2 separate regions of the Sus scrofa genome follow, and region 2 is linked to region 1. A link is a contact called in public HiChIP or PLAC-seq data. All regions are on one chromosome and are shown on one strand. The core of a region is the stretch at or near the end of the contact, and the rest is flanking DNA. Distances in the headings are between cores, read along the strand shown. Region 1 holds the start of EPG5 (ectopic P granules protein 5 homolog). Region 2 holds the start of ATP5A1 (ATP synthase, H+ transporting, mitochondrial F1 complex, alpha subunit 1, cardiac muscle).

Region 1 (6,854 bases), core at 2,994-5,493:
TTATGACTTAAATTCCTTCAAATGTTTTAAACTATAGTATTAAATTTAATATATTTAAAATTTTCCTTTTGACCAAACTGACCAATAAACCTAACTACTTACACTCTTCTACTAAGGTCTAACAAATTCAGTTTATAAAGTATACCATTTTTCCCCCTTAGGCTGTGATATTTATTGCAGTTTATCTTTTTTTTTTTTTTCTTTTTAGGGCTACAACTGTGGCATATGGAGGTTCCCAGGCTAGGGGTCGAATTGGAACTGTAGCTGTTGGCCTATGCCACAGCAACAGCAACACCAGATCCATGCCACGTCTGCGAACTTCGCCAGAGTTCACGGCAACACCAGATCCTTAACCTGCTGAGCGAGGCCAGGGATCGTACCTGTGTCCTCATGGATGCTAGTCAGATTCGTTAACCGCTGAGCCATAGTGGGAACTCCCAGTTTATCTTTGCATTGTGTCTGAGTCCCAACAAAGCTGTAAACTATGTGAAGATAGGGCTAGTTGTGTTTTGCTCAGCAGTGACTGGCACATGGAGAACTTTGAAGGCCAAAAATGATTTGAATTGGTAGAGGCCAGAGAGAATATTCCAGACTGGGAGAATCCATGGAAAAAGGTATGGCTAGTAATGGTGTGCTCACCGAAAACTGGCATTTGCCATCTACCTCTATAAGGATTAAATCATGAGCTGCTGTAGCTGCTGACCTTTGACCTCCCCTCCTCCAGGGTGGAGATCAGGAACGAGGCTCTCTGTGCTCTGGGAAAAATTGGCAGAACAGGTCTTCTGATAGTTATATATTTTCAGGAGAAAATTTTATGAGCCCGATTCTTGCATCTCCTCACATCTAGAAAAGCACTAAAATCCTTCATGGTGACGTCTGCTCCTTGTGACTAGCAGCAGCCTTCTGCAAAAATGTGTGCTTGATTATACAAACCTCCCTCTTTCACCAAAAGCACATATACACTTATCTTCATCCAGTACCTCTTTGGAGCAGTTTCTCAGAGCTACCTGAAATGCTGATTCCCAGGCCATAGTCCTTATTTTGCACCAAATAAACTTAACTCACAACTCTCACACTGTGCTTTTTTTTTTTCCCCAGTTGACAGGTGGTATAAAGATTTTATTTATATTTGCCAAGTCTTGCTTGGGATAATCTTATATTCATTGCATACATGTACATGCACACACACATCAGGGTATACAAAATGCAGGTACCTTCTGAGTGAAACCAAGGGGGACCCTCCAGGGCCTTCCTGGGAATAGAACTCTTGCCTTGCCCCCACCATCCCCAATATTCCCTCCCTCTTTTTCATAGGAAAGCTTAAGCCTCCTAGGCTGTCCCTGGCTTTCAAAGAGCAAATTTAATCAGAGAAGTGAGAAAATGTAAAAACAAAGGAAAGCAGTATAACAAGACAAAATAATAATAATAATAATAATAAATAATAATAATAACAATAATAGTTTAGCCATAAGACAAAGTCAAGAGCCTTTAGGTACTCCTCAAGGGCTGTAGATAATATTTTGAGCCATATCCTTGAGTGGTTTTACAGACACTAAAACCCCCACCAGATGGAAGAAGGTGACTGCATGCTGACCAACAGCATGTAGACCCCAGAACAGTTGAAACCAGAAAATGGATAATTAAGGTTCCTGAAACATCACCCTATCACCTCACTATCAAGGAATCAGAGAACTGAGTTTGAGCTGATCATGTGCCCTCACCCAGTCTTAAATAACCCTCCCCTGAAAGTCATTGGGGATTTTGGGTCTTTTGAGCATGAGCTGCCTGTTCTCCTTGCCTGGCTCTGCAATAAATTCTGTACTTTCATTTGCCACAATGAGGCATCAATAAGTTGGCTTTGTTGGGCAAAGACCCAAGTTTGGTTGAATAACAAGAATAGCTGGATAACTTTTTTGTTGTTGAGGATTTGGGATCTGGAATACATGAAACTGTTATTGGAAAGCTGGGTTTGCCTCTTCATGGGTGCTGAGCCGAAAGACCCAACTAAGCCAGAGATCAGGAGCAGGAAATATTTGTTGCTTGCAGCAAGTAAGGAGAACACTGAGGATCTTTCCCAAAGCAGTGTTTCTCCGAATAGCAGAATAGGGGAAATTTTAAGCTAAGGGTACATGCATATTCATGAAGGAGCTTGAGGAGGGGAGAATTCAGCATAGAATTGGGGCAAAAGTCCAGAGTCCAAGCTTTAGGTGATTGAAGTCACAAAGGTCAGAAAAGGTCAGCATCATCATTCCTTAAGGAATGATCCCAGGTGATCTGGTAGTCAAGCATTGGTGGTGGTGATAGGAAGGTGCTAAATTCTGTGAAACAGCTGAAGCCAGTGTTTCAGGCTGATCTTTACCATTGAAATAGAACTGGGGGTCTTGGTGTTCCCTGATGGCCTAGTGGTTAAGGATCTGGTGTTGTCACTGTGGCTCAGTTTGATCCCTGGCTGGGGAAATTCTGCATGCTGCATATGTGACTGATCCCAAAGAACTGGGAATCTTTATAACTGATTTGTCATATTTGCTATCATTACTTTTCTTGCCTGATAGCAGTCATTTGTTCTTTCCTTCCCTTGACATCATTATTACTGAGACCAGTTCAAGGTTAAGCATTATGGCTAGATGTATATTACAAAATGGCTTAAGCCTAAAATGGCTTCACTTATGTCAAGTAATTCACACCTGATTCTCCTTCTCCTGCGACCCCTTACCCTATCTGTTTACAACTATATTTTATATGTTCAGTTAGCTCATAATCAAGATACTGTGAAGACTGCTTCTCTGAAGTCATTTTCATTCTTCATGCCATATTCTTAGATTTTTTTCTTCTAGTATTTTACTGGTGGGTGGATATTCTCTTCCCACCCCTTACACTCCATCTCAACCATCTTATCCTGCCACCAGAAAAAACAACTCATATTCATTATCAGATGTTGATTGCTTGCTTGATTGGTTTATTTTTATGCTGCACCCATGGCATATGGAAGTTCCTAGGCTAGGGGCTGAATTGGAGCTGCAGCTGCTGGCCTACGCCATAGCCACAACAATGCCAGTTCTAAGCCTTATCTTTGACCTATGCTGCAGTTGTCACAATGTTGTTTGCTTAACACACTGAGTGAGGTCAGGGATTGAACCTGCATCCTCATGGGATTCCTAACCCACTGAGCCCCAACAGGAACTCCCTTTCATCAGATATTTATTGAGCCTACGAAGCCTGGTGTTCTAGAAGCCCCTGGGATTCTTCAGGGAGCAAAACAAAGACCTCTACTCTTAAAGATCTTACATTCTAGCCAGGTTGACAGATAAAACATAAAAGCAAATGATAATAAGATTTTAAGAGGTACTAGGTGCTTTGGAAAGAAAGAAATTGTAGTAAAAGGAGATGGGACCAAGTTTTCACATCTATCATTTTTAAATGAAGGTGTGTGAAATCTATGTTAAGAATACTTTTATGGGTCTTGTCTTACTGCCCCTCTTTGAAAGGGCAGATGTCTCTTTCCAGGGAATTTGGATAGTAATGACAATAACTACTGTTTACAGATATGCCTGCGGTTACCAGGCACCTTTGACGATGGTTCCACTTAATCTTCATTATGCTAGAAAATGCAAGTATCATCTTTCCCCTTTACACAAGGGTACATATGGATTGGCATCAAGGTTCTTGGGCACAAAGCAGAGCTTTAGGCTGTTTTTTTTTTTCTGGTCTTTTGTCTACTTAGGGCCGCACCCAAGCATATGGAGGTTCCCAGATCAGGGGATGAATCAGCTATAGCTGCTGGCCACAGCCACGGCAACTGGGGATCCAAACTGCATCTGCAGCCTACACCAATGCTCAGGAAATGCCAAATCCTTAACCCACTGAGCATGGCCAGGGATCAAACCCACGTCCTCATGGATACTAGTCCCATTCGTTAACCGCTGAGCCAAGACGGGAATTCCCTAACTGACTAGTTCTGGTTACCTAAAGGTCAAAACAAAAATAACAAGCACCCTCCTCGGACTCATTAGGCCAACGTGAGTGAGGTGTGCCAGCGTGCCCTGGATCCGAACCCAATGAGGATCAGCGGAGCCTGCGAGAAGGACGTGACCTATCACAGACTCAAAGAATCGGCGTGAGGGGCGGGGCCTAGGCGGAGGGGGCGGGCCCACTACTTTTAGCGAAAACGTCTCGCGGAGTAGTTTGTCCTATGTTGTGGCCCGTAGAGGCTCCAAGTTGCCGCCCCCACTCCGGGAGTGGTAGAGATTAGGTCATGTGACAGTCCGGTAGCCGGAAGTGAGCAGGTGTGGAAGGCGCAGGGTTTCGACAAAAACAAGCGGCGACAGTCCCACCGCAGGGTCTATGGCAGAGGCGGTGAGGCCCCCGCGCCGGGCGAAGGCCAAGGCCAGCCGGACTAAAACCAAGGTAAGGATAACCTCCAACCCCATTCCCCCCGCCCGAGGCCCTGGCAGGTACTGTCTGCTTTTTCTTGTCTTCCGCCTCTCCAGCCAACCCTTTTCCTCCCCTGAGCCCCTGTCATCCTCTGCCTCCACCTCCCCAAATTTGATCCCCCCACACATTGACACCACTCCTGTTCTTCTATTCCTCTTTCACGTCCCCGTGCGAGACTTTGTCAGGAGCCCCTTTTTTCTTTTTCCTCTTCTGAACTATCGAGGCTCTTCCTTTTCTGCTCCTTTCTTGACTTTTCTCATCCGAGTCTGGGTTCCTGTCCTGAAGCAGCTTTTCTCTTCCTGCCTCATCTTTGACTCTTTCTCCCTTTTAACCTGTGCACATTTTCTGTCCCTCTAGCGCATAAAGAGGAGAGAGACCTTCCCTCCACGCAGAGACTGGTTCCTTTGGCAGAGCTTTATAGCTAGGGACAGAAAGTCGACTGTAGTGATTGTGCCTTTTTAATTTAAAAATTCAAGGTGGTAGTGGTGCTGCTGCTGTTTATGTCTCATTTATTCTAGAAACGATGGGACACGAATGACCAAAAATCAGACAGGTCAGTACTAACGCAGCAGATTTGAATTTTCTAGGTTTCCTGGATTAGAACATTAGACTGCTGGTTTGGCTTAAAGTTGATTTATTTTGTTTTTAGGTGCATTTTGGGTTTTCTCTTTGTTCCCATATGTTTTTTTGAAATGACACTTATTTTATAGTGAACAGATTAAATGCTTCCCCTGATAAATGGACATATATAATTTTGGCTTATCTGATACTGAATTTATGGTAAAGAAATAATGAGTATAGTATTGAAAGTACATGAAATTTCCTTTCCTACAAGTGGAGGATGTTCCAGAGCAGGTGGAACTTAAAAATGATACAAAAAGTTGGGTTTTCTCATGGAAACAAGATTTTAACAGGAATCTGGTGTTCAAAGGTCCCTGTTTAATAAGCTGTAAATTACTCATGTGGATCCCTTTCATTATGATGCCTTTTAAAAAGCTGTAGTGGAGTTATGTGCATCAGTGTTCCCAGGTCTTTGAGGAGTTACTCTTTGGGGAGAAAGCTATTTTGCTACCTAACTTCAGAAACATTTTTAAGAGAAATAATTTTGCATTGTATTAGACTGGTAAGGAACTATCTAGATAGAAGAGGTCCCTGAATAACCCAGAATATAGGAGTGTAAAACATATAAACATAAATCTATAAAGAGCAGAGTCTTAATTCTTAGTCTCTCATTTTTTTTCAAATGAATGATGAGACTAAAGCCTAGAGAAATTAAATGATAAGCCAAAAGTCATGGAGTTAGTAAGAAAATTCAAGTTAAAGCCAAAAAATCTTAATTCTCAATCTGGTAGCTTAATAATTGTTCTACATATGTATATGTGGCTATTGAGAGAATGTTGTAAATACTTAAAAATAGTTAAGAGGATTCTGTCGAGTTATTTTGTTTAGAATAGGGTTTCTAAAATAAAAAAATTAAAAATCAAAGTTTTAAATCGATCATGAAAAAACAATTACTCATTTTATTGACACATTGTGGGTGACTTTCCTACCCAAACATAAATTTATTTTTTAATCTTCTAAAATGTGTAAAGAAGTCTTTATTCCAGAGGTATTCTATCAAACCAGAAATCCTTGACACACACTTGTAATCACTCTCCAAATTCAGTCACTTGTCTTGCCAATTATATCTTGTAATTATTCTCTCAATTCTGTTCATTTCTCTCTGTCCTAATTCCACCATCCTCCAAAGAAGATTTCTAGGATATTTTTCTAAATTAACCTCTGCAAATTAATTCTTGCTGCCCATTCTGTAAACAAAAGATGGATTGATATTTTTGTAAACAAAACCACCAAATGATCAACTCTCCTCTTCAAAACCTTTCCCACTGCCCAGAGTCCAAGAGTCCAAAGTCCTTAGCTTGGACTAAATGCCCTACATAATCTGACTTCTATGGTTCTCCTCTGTCTTAGGTCTCTCTGCTGTCTATTTTGCTTCCTTTCCTTCTTTTAGGGCCTTTGCACATGTTCTTTCCTCTGCTCTGACACATCTTCCTGGCTCTTTTCATCTAACTTAACTACTGCTCATTCATGGGGTCTCTGCTTAAACTTACCTCATCACTCACATTGCCTGCTGCTCGCCCCCCTTGTGTCGCTCATCTCACTTATAGTGACCTTGTTAACAATTCTGTCTTTTCCCATAAACTGTGAACCCAGCGGGGGAGGGACCTGTCCTTTTCCCAGTACCCTTCACAGTCCTTCTAGACATTTGATAATGTTTGTTGAATGAAGGGAAAAAAAAATACCGGTATTAAAGAATATTTCCAAGCTTTGTCACTCAGAAGAAATTACTGTAGTTAATTTCCTCTTAGTAGTAGAAAAACAAATGAAAAAAGTCCAAGACACCAGCAAGGCCCTCATCCTTG
Region 2 (7,239 bases), core at 3,573-6,072, 130 kb before region 1:
AGAGCTAGGTGTATTGCAGACTTTTAAAACGGTTTATTGTGTACAACTGCTGGCACTGTCTCTGCCACTCATTCTTTCCTTGCCTTTCCTAAAGTTCTCTCCTTCCATCACTCTGTAGTTAACACCAGGAGAGATTCTTCATATTTTTACAGCAATGTATAGTTTTGTTTTCCTATTTTTGTTTTATAATTATGGTAACCCTGTAAAACAGATGGACACACATAATTTTACCTATTTTCTCATTAAAACCACACACAGAGGTATATGACTTGACCAAGATTAGGTGGTAGAGCTGGTACCTGATCGCAATGTTCTCACTCCAACTGGGTGGTTCAGTTTCCCTTGGTACCACACTGCTGTCCACAACCTCCTGTAGTTACTGTTTTATTAGGAAAGGTAGACCATGTAGTCAACTTTCTGTAGTGTGTGTGTGTGTGTGTGTGTGTGTGTGTGTGTTTAACAGATTTGAATCCTTTTTACTCTGCTTCAGTTCTCATCCTTAAAACGGGGATTTTTTTAAAATTGTATCATTATTTTAATAATGGAATAATTCATTTAAAGAAATATCAAGGAATTCCCATCGTGGCTCAGTGGTTAAGGAATCCGACTAGGAACCATGAGGTTGCGGGTTCGATCCCTGCCCTTGCTCAGTGGGTTAACCATCCGGCGTTGCCGTGAGCTGTGGTGTAGGTTGCAGACGCGGCTCGGATCCCAAGTTGCTGTGGCTGTGGTGTAGGCCGCTGGCTGCAGCTCCGATTCAACCCCTAGCCTGGGAACCTCCATATGCCGCAGGAGCGGCCCTAGAAAAGGCAAAAAGACCAAAAAAAAAAAAAAAAAAAATCAAATATTTCCTAAAAAACCATGTATACGACACTCCACTTAAAGAAGGAAATAACAAATTTGTTGTAAGCCACCAGTGTAAGCCAACCCCATTACCTTGCTTCCTGCCCAGTTATTGCCACCATCTTTCATTAGGTCTTACTATATGATAAGTGATTTAATATCAAACTGTGGATGGGACTTAGCACCAAATATCTTTCTCCTAAGTCACATGCATATTTAAAATGACTAAACTTTTTTCTCTTCTTTTCTTTCTTTTTTTTTTGGCAGCACTTGTGGCAAGTGTAATTTCCCAGATTAGGGGTCGAACCCATGCCACATCAGTAACCAGAGACACAGCAGTGACAAAGCCAGATCCCTTTTTCCCCCATTTTAATTTTTTAATTTTTAATTTTAATTTTAATTTTTTTGCTTTTTAGGGCCACACCCACAGAATATGGAAGTTCCCAAGCTAGGGTCAAATCAGAGCTGTAGCTGCTGGCCTACACCACAGCCAAAGCAACATGGGATCTGAGCTGCATCTTCGACGTACACCACAGCTCAGGACAATGATGGATGCTAAACCTACTGAGTGAGGCCTGCATCCTCATGGATACCAATTGGGTTTGTTACCACTAAGCCATGACGGGAACTCCATTTTCCCCATTTTTAAAAGTTCTATTGAAGTATAGTTGATTTACAAAGTTGAGCTAATTTCTGCTATACAACAAAGTGATTCAGTTATACACATACACGCATCCATTCCCTTTCAGATTCTTTTCTTTTTTTAAGCATATGGAAGTTTCTGGGCTAGGGGTCATATTGGAGCTGCAGCTGCCGGCCTATACCACAGGTACGGCAATGCTGCATCTGAGCTGCATCTGTGACCTATGTGGCAGCTGATGGCAATCCCCGATCTTTTCTTTTTTAAGGGCTGCACCTGCGGCATCTGAAAGTTCCCAGGCTAGGGGTGGAATTGGAGCTGTACCTGCACCACAGCTCATGGCAATGACAGATCCTTAACCAGAGTGAGGCCAGGGATCAAATCCACATCCTCAGAGATACTAGTCAGATTCTGTTTCTATTGCGCCACAACAGGAACTCCCTCAGATTCTTAACCCACTGAGCAAGGGCAAGGAATGAACCTTCATCCTCACGGAGACTATGTCAGGTTCTTAACCTCCTGAACTATTACAAGAACTCCTCAGATTCTTTTCCCACATAGATTATTACAGAATAATGGGTAGAGTTAGCTGGCTACATAACAAGTCCCCAATGGCCAATCATTTCATATACCTCAGTGTGCATATGCCAATCCTAAATTCCCAGTCCATCCCTCCCCGCTAACCTGTCCCCTTTAGTAAGCATAGTTTTTCAAAGTCTGTGAGTTTGTTTCTGTTCTGCAAACAAGTTCATTTGTATCCTTTTTAATAGATTCCACTTGAATGTGATATCATATGTTTATCTTTCACTGTATAACTTCACTTACAAAGATAATTTCTAGGTCCATCCATGTTGCTGCAAATGGTATTATTTTATTCTTTTCTATGGCTGAGGAATATTCCATTGTATATATGTGCCACATCTGTATCCATTCCTCTGTGGATGGACATGTAGGTTGTTTCCATATCTTGACTGTTGTAAATAGTGCTGCAATGAATATTGGGGTGCATGTATCTTTTCAAATTATGCATGTATCTTTTCAAACTATTGTTGGTACAGCCCCTGAGTATAGGGGGAAGTTATCTTCTGTCCTTTGTCCGCTTTTAACACTACAAATTTTTTAAAATGATTTTTAATTTTTATTTATTTATTTTGTTTTTTAGGGGTGCACCTGCAGCATATGGAGGTTCCCAGGCTAGAGGTCCAATCGGAGCTACAGCTGCCAGCCTATGCCACAGCCACAGCAATGCAAGATCCCAGCCAAGTCTGCGACCTACACCACAGCTCAAAGCCATATTCTAAACCCACTGAGTGAGGTCAGGGATCGAACCTGCAACCTCATGGTTTCCAGTCGGATTCGTTTCTGCTGTGCCATGATGGGAACTCCTATGGCTACAAATTTAAAAAATATCCCTGTGGCCTTGGGTCTGAGCGCAGGACCCCGCCTTCCAGAAAGCTGGAACTGCAGGCGGGGAACATGTCAGATTCAGAGCTGGGCAGGAAGTGGGACTGGTGCATGGTGGATGTAGTCCTGAAGATAGGAGCAGGAGCAGTGACACCCTCCTGAGAACATCCAGGTGAGAAACAGAAATCACTGTTTATTTCTCAGGAATACTGAAGTACTCTAGAGTAAGCTGACATTCTTTTGTAGCAATGTTATCAGTAATGTTTTCAACTCCAGCACACCCTTTATGTATTTGAAACCAAGTCTGTTTCTTTCTTTCTTTTTTTTTTTTTTTTTTTTTTTTGTCTTTTTGCCATTTCTAGGGCTGCTCCCACAGCATATGGAGATTCCCAGGCTAGGAGTCTAATTGGAGCTGTAGCCGCAGGCCTACACCAGAGCCACAGCAACGCAGGATCCCAGCCATGTGTCTGCAACCTACACCACAGCTCACGGCAACGCCAGACTTTAACCCACTGAGCAAGGCCAGGGATTGAGTCTGCAACCTCATGGTTCTTTATCAGATTCGTTAACCACTGAGCCACGATGGGAACTCCCCAAGTCTGTTTCTTTTGTATTTTCTCTCTGGAAATTGCAAGGAAGTGGTCTTAAAAGAAATAAATTAAATAAAAATAGGCACCCCCCCCCAAATCCTCGTAACTTTGTTTTTACAAACCAAAATTTTACCTATTCCTACTCCTAATATCCAGGAGGATTGTCCCAGCTCACCTTGAAAAGGAAGTAGACTATCAGAGAAAGAGGTATATTCTTTCTGTGACATATTTTGCAAATATATGGTCATATATATATTTGCAAATATGTTATAGGAGATGACCATTTTAACCCAGATATTCATATACCAGGATTTAGTGGATGAAGCTGAAAATCCTTCTTGGAATAGCTACAAGTGAAGGCAACGTTAATAGTCTCCACTAGCACAAAATACCCAATATTCACCACCAATTCTGTAGATATTACAAAAATCTCATTATCACAAAAAAAAAATCTGTGGGGGGACTAAAGCCCTGCCCTGATCTCATTGGCTAGGTAAAGTTATTTTCATCATTTCCATTTTACTTCAGATGAAAAAGTAGAGTCCCTACTTAGTCATAACCAGTTGCTGGTGGAAGAAAAATTGAGGCCTAGCCCAGTCTGGAGTGAAACTTGTGATTCTGGACCATTCTTCTCGGAATCAGCAACTACTCTATTCAAATTTGTGCTTGTTATAACTTTTAAACAGTTTGCTCTAATTCGAAGACATGATTCTTTTAGATCTAATATAAAAGAACTGCTATTATCCAACTTGAGCGCTTACTGGATCACCTAGAGTCGTGTGAGTGCTTTTCAAAACTTAAGATTGCCCCAAATTTTTGACTGGATCTGAGGTGTGGCCAGCGTTCTGTGGACCAATCCGTATTAATTCGCAAGGCATGAAACGGTACGCGGCCGACCTGCCCCGAGGGAGTAACTGTTGGCCGTAGCTGTATCACCAAGGTTCGATGCCGGTAGCCTCGATCTGCCACCATCAACCCCTCTGACGTCCAAGAAGGGGCGAGGTGATGCTCCCAGAGCAGCATAGTCTCGCTCCAGGGATAGGGCTTGGGAACTGCTTCTTAGCCTGTTCCGCAACCCCTGTGGTCGCCAAGACAACCACAAGGTCAACGCGTTAAGATCAAAGTAAATGTGTAAGCAATGCCTGCGCTGAAGCTGGCAAAGGTCTAATCAGTGATTTGCATGTTTAAATAAAAAAAACGAGACTTAAAAAACAGGAAGCCCCCTGCCCCCCGCCGCCTCTAGGCGGATTCGCGTCCGGGGTAAAAGCGAGGGGCGGTACTTCCGGGTCAGGTGGGCTGGCCGCCTTGACCTTCCTCGCCGCTCGGCCATTTTGTCCCAGTCAGTTCCAAGGCTGCGGCTGCAGAGGAGTCACCTGCGGAGGAGCTGCAAAGATGCTGTCAGTGCGCGTCGCTGCGGCTGTGGCCCGCGCCCTCCCTCGGCGGGCCGGGCTGGTGAGCGTCTGGGGCCAGCAGAAGGGAGGGGGGCCAGCTGCAGCGGGTGGTGGTGCGCGGGCTCGGGCGATCCTTTCTATGCGGAGGGTGAGGGGCTGTGGCGGACGGCGCCATCTTGCCCAGCTGGCTCTTCGGGTTGGTATAGGCGGGCGGCCGAGGGGCCCTCGTGCTCGCCCCGCGCGGGAGGGGGCAGAGTGTTGCAGGGGAAACAGTGACCTCCGTGCTGTGCTGTCCAGAGATGGCTCTTCAGGAGGATTGCCGTCTTCGTCTGAGAGCTTCTCGAGAGGAGCTTTGAATGAAGGTCAGGCCTGGGGCGCTAGCTCTCCGAGGCCTGCTCCTAAACGGCGGGGCTCGACCCGGGTAATTCTCCCAGACCTATTCGCGAAGGTCAGAGTACAGTTGTCAGCCCTGGTTGAAACGAGCTAAGGGGAACCTGACATTGTATGAAGGTCAGCAGGCCCCGGCATTTCGCCTCTGCCCCGTGCCCCGAGTCCGCTAGAAGAAAGCAGTAAATGTAGGTGGTTTTCTGAATATTTCAATAGGCGATCCCTTAGTGCTGTGTGCAGAAACCATTGTGAAAGCAAGGCAATGTTGCAAATATGCATTTCACGTTGCCGGTAGCTTGACAGCAGTGGAGCTGGTGGTGGAATTGTCTCGACTGACAGGAAGCTCTTCTTTTGTGGTGCTTTGCCATACTTTAAGATTTCGTCCTTGAAGATTCATTAGTAGTTGAGAACTCAAATTAAATAGCATAGAAACATAAGTTGGAAAATCGCTGTGAAAGGTCAGTGTCCTTCATGACTTCTATCCCATGAAGTTAAGGGCATAACCTTTAAAGCACTATGTAAACGCTAAGTATATTTTTTCATTTTAGGAGTAATCTCAGGAAGATGAAATAAATATATTGACCGTTTGAGTCCCCTAACACAACGACTGGTAGCATCTTGGATTTCTTTTAGAAAGAAAAAAGCATTTTTTAACGCTTTTCATCCAGGCCCTGTAGAAGGCAGTGTCTGCAGATTTGACATTGACCAACCGCTGCACTGCAACTTAAAGGAGAAGGAGGGTCCAGATTGGCGCAGGCTTTGTTGAAGGCAGATTTTTTTTTTTCTCTTAAAGCACACATGCTGTATCTCTTAGTTTCTGATCAAACTCTAATATTTAAAAGTTTTTTTTTTTTTGGAAGGTTAGTATAAGGAAATCTGTTGAGATGTGCCGTTTTTAGAAAGCAGCTTATCAAATTGAGAATTTCTACAACTCAATTGAAATTATGATATCTGGTCCTTTAAAAATAATGACAGCTGATCTTTTAAAAGGAATGGTACGTCCTTAGTTGTTATATTTTTTTAAAAATAAGTTTTTTTGGTAGCATACTTACAGTGTACTAGGAACCGGATAATAAATTTTCACATATATCAGAAGTTGCTTTCTCTTCTGTGGGATTAATATTTATAGCGATAATTTGATCAAACCAAGGCTGCTTTTAAGCTTGCTAGTTTATAAAAGCTTTTTTTTTTTTTTTTTGGTCTTTTTTTTGCTATTTCTTTGGCCGCTCCTGCGACATATGGAGGTTCCCAGGCTAGGGGCTGAATCAGAGCTGCAGCCACTGGCCTATGCCAGAGCCACAGCAACGCTGGATCCGAGCCGCGTCTGCAGCCTACACCACAGCTCACGGCAATGCCGGATCCTTAACCCACTGAGCAAGGCCAGGGATTGAACCCGCAACCTCATGGTTCCTAGTCGGAATCGTTAACCACCGCGCCACGATGGGAACTCCTATAAAAGCTTTTTTTAAAATCAGGTTTTTAAAACTATTCTTCCACTAGGTCTCCAAAAATGCTTTGGGATCGTCCTTTGTTGCTGCAAGAAACCTCCATGCCTCTAACACTCGTCTTCAGAAGACTGGTAAGTCATTTCTGTGTCTGCAGCACACTTACTACCTTGTCATTAAATGAAAAATTAAGTTACATAGGTTGCATAACTGTTGTGAGTGTTTTGTGGTTTTCTTTTCATTAGTTAATTTTTCCCCTAAATAGTTACTATGGAATGTTAACCCATAATGTGCCGTTTAGCCCTCTTTTGGTATGTTCTCTTGTTCTAATGAAAATAACTATAATTATGCATTTTTCTTTTGATGTTACAGGTTATTTTTTTCTATTTATTTATTTATTTTGCTTTGTAGGGCCACACCCAAGGCATATGGAAATTCCCAGGTTGGGGGTCTAATTTGAGCTACAGCTGCCAGTCTGTGCCACAGTCACAGCAATGCCAGATCTGAGCCTTGTCTTCAACCTACACCACAGCTCACGG

What was found. HiChIP or PLAC-seq counts read pairs in DNA pulled down with a chosen protein or histone mark.
Region 2: a contact with region 1 is called in an H3K27ac HiChIP or PLAC-seq map of alveolar macrophages. The contact joins the promoter of ATP5A1 here to the promoter of EPG5 in region 1. A contact is called at or near these places in 1 of 5 promoter capture datasets (liver), 3 of 47 Hi-C or Micro-C datasets (heart right ventricle, liver and skeletal muscle) and 2 of 2 datasets of contacts at active chromatin or transcription factors (alveolar macrophages and skeletal muscle).

What each region holds. Positions count from the first base shown.
Region 1 is chr1:95,614,183-95,621,036 of Sscrofa11.1, reverse strand. It overlaps EPG5 (ectopic P granules protein 5 homolog), which reads left to right and starts at 4,243. Exons shown (of 44, transcript XM_021092525.1): 1 at 4,243-4,404. The coding sequence starts at 4,342.
Region 2 is chr1:95,748,418-95,755,656 of Sscrofa11.1, reverse strand. ATP5A1 (ATP synthase, H+ transporting, mitochondrial F1 complex, alpha subunit 1, cardiac muscle) reads left to right here and starts at 4,822. Exons shown (of 12, transcript NM_001185142.1): 1 at 4,822-4,929; 2 at 6,756-6,834. The coding sequence starts at 4,870.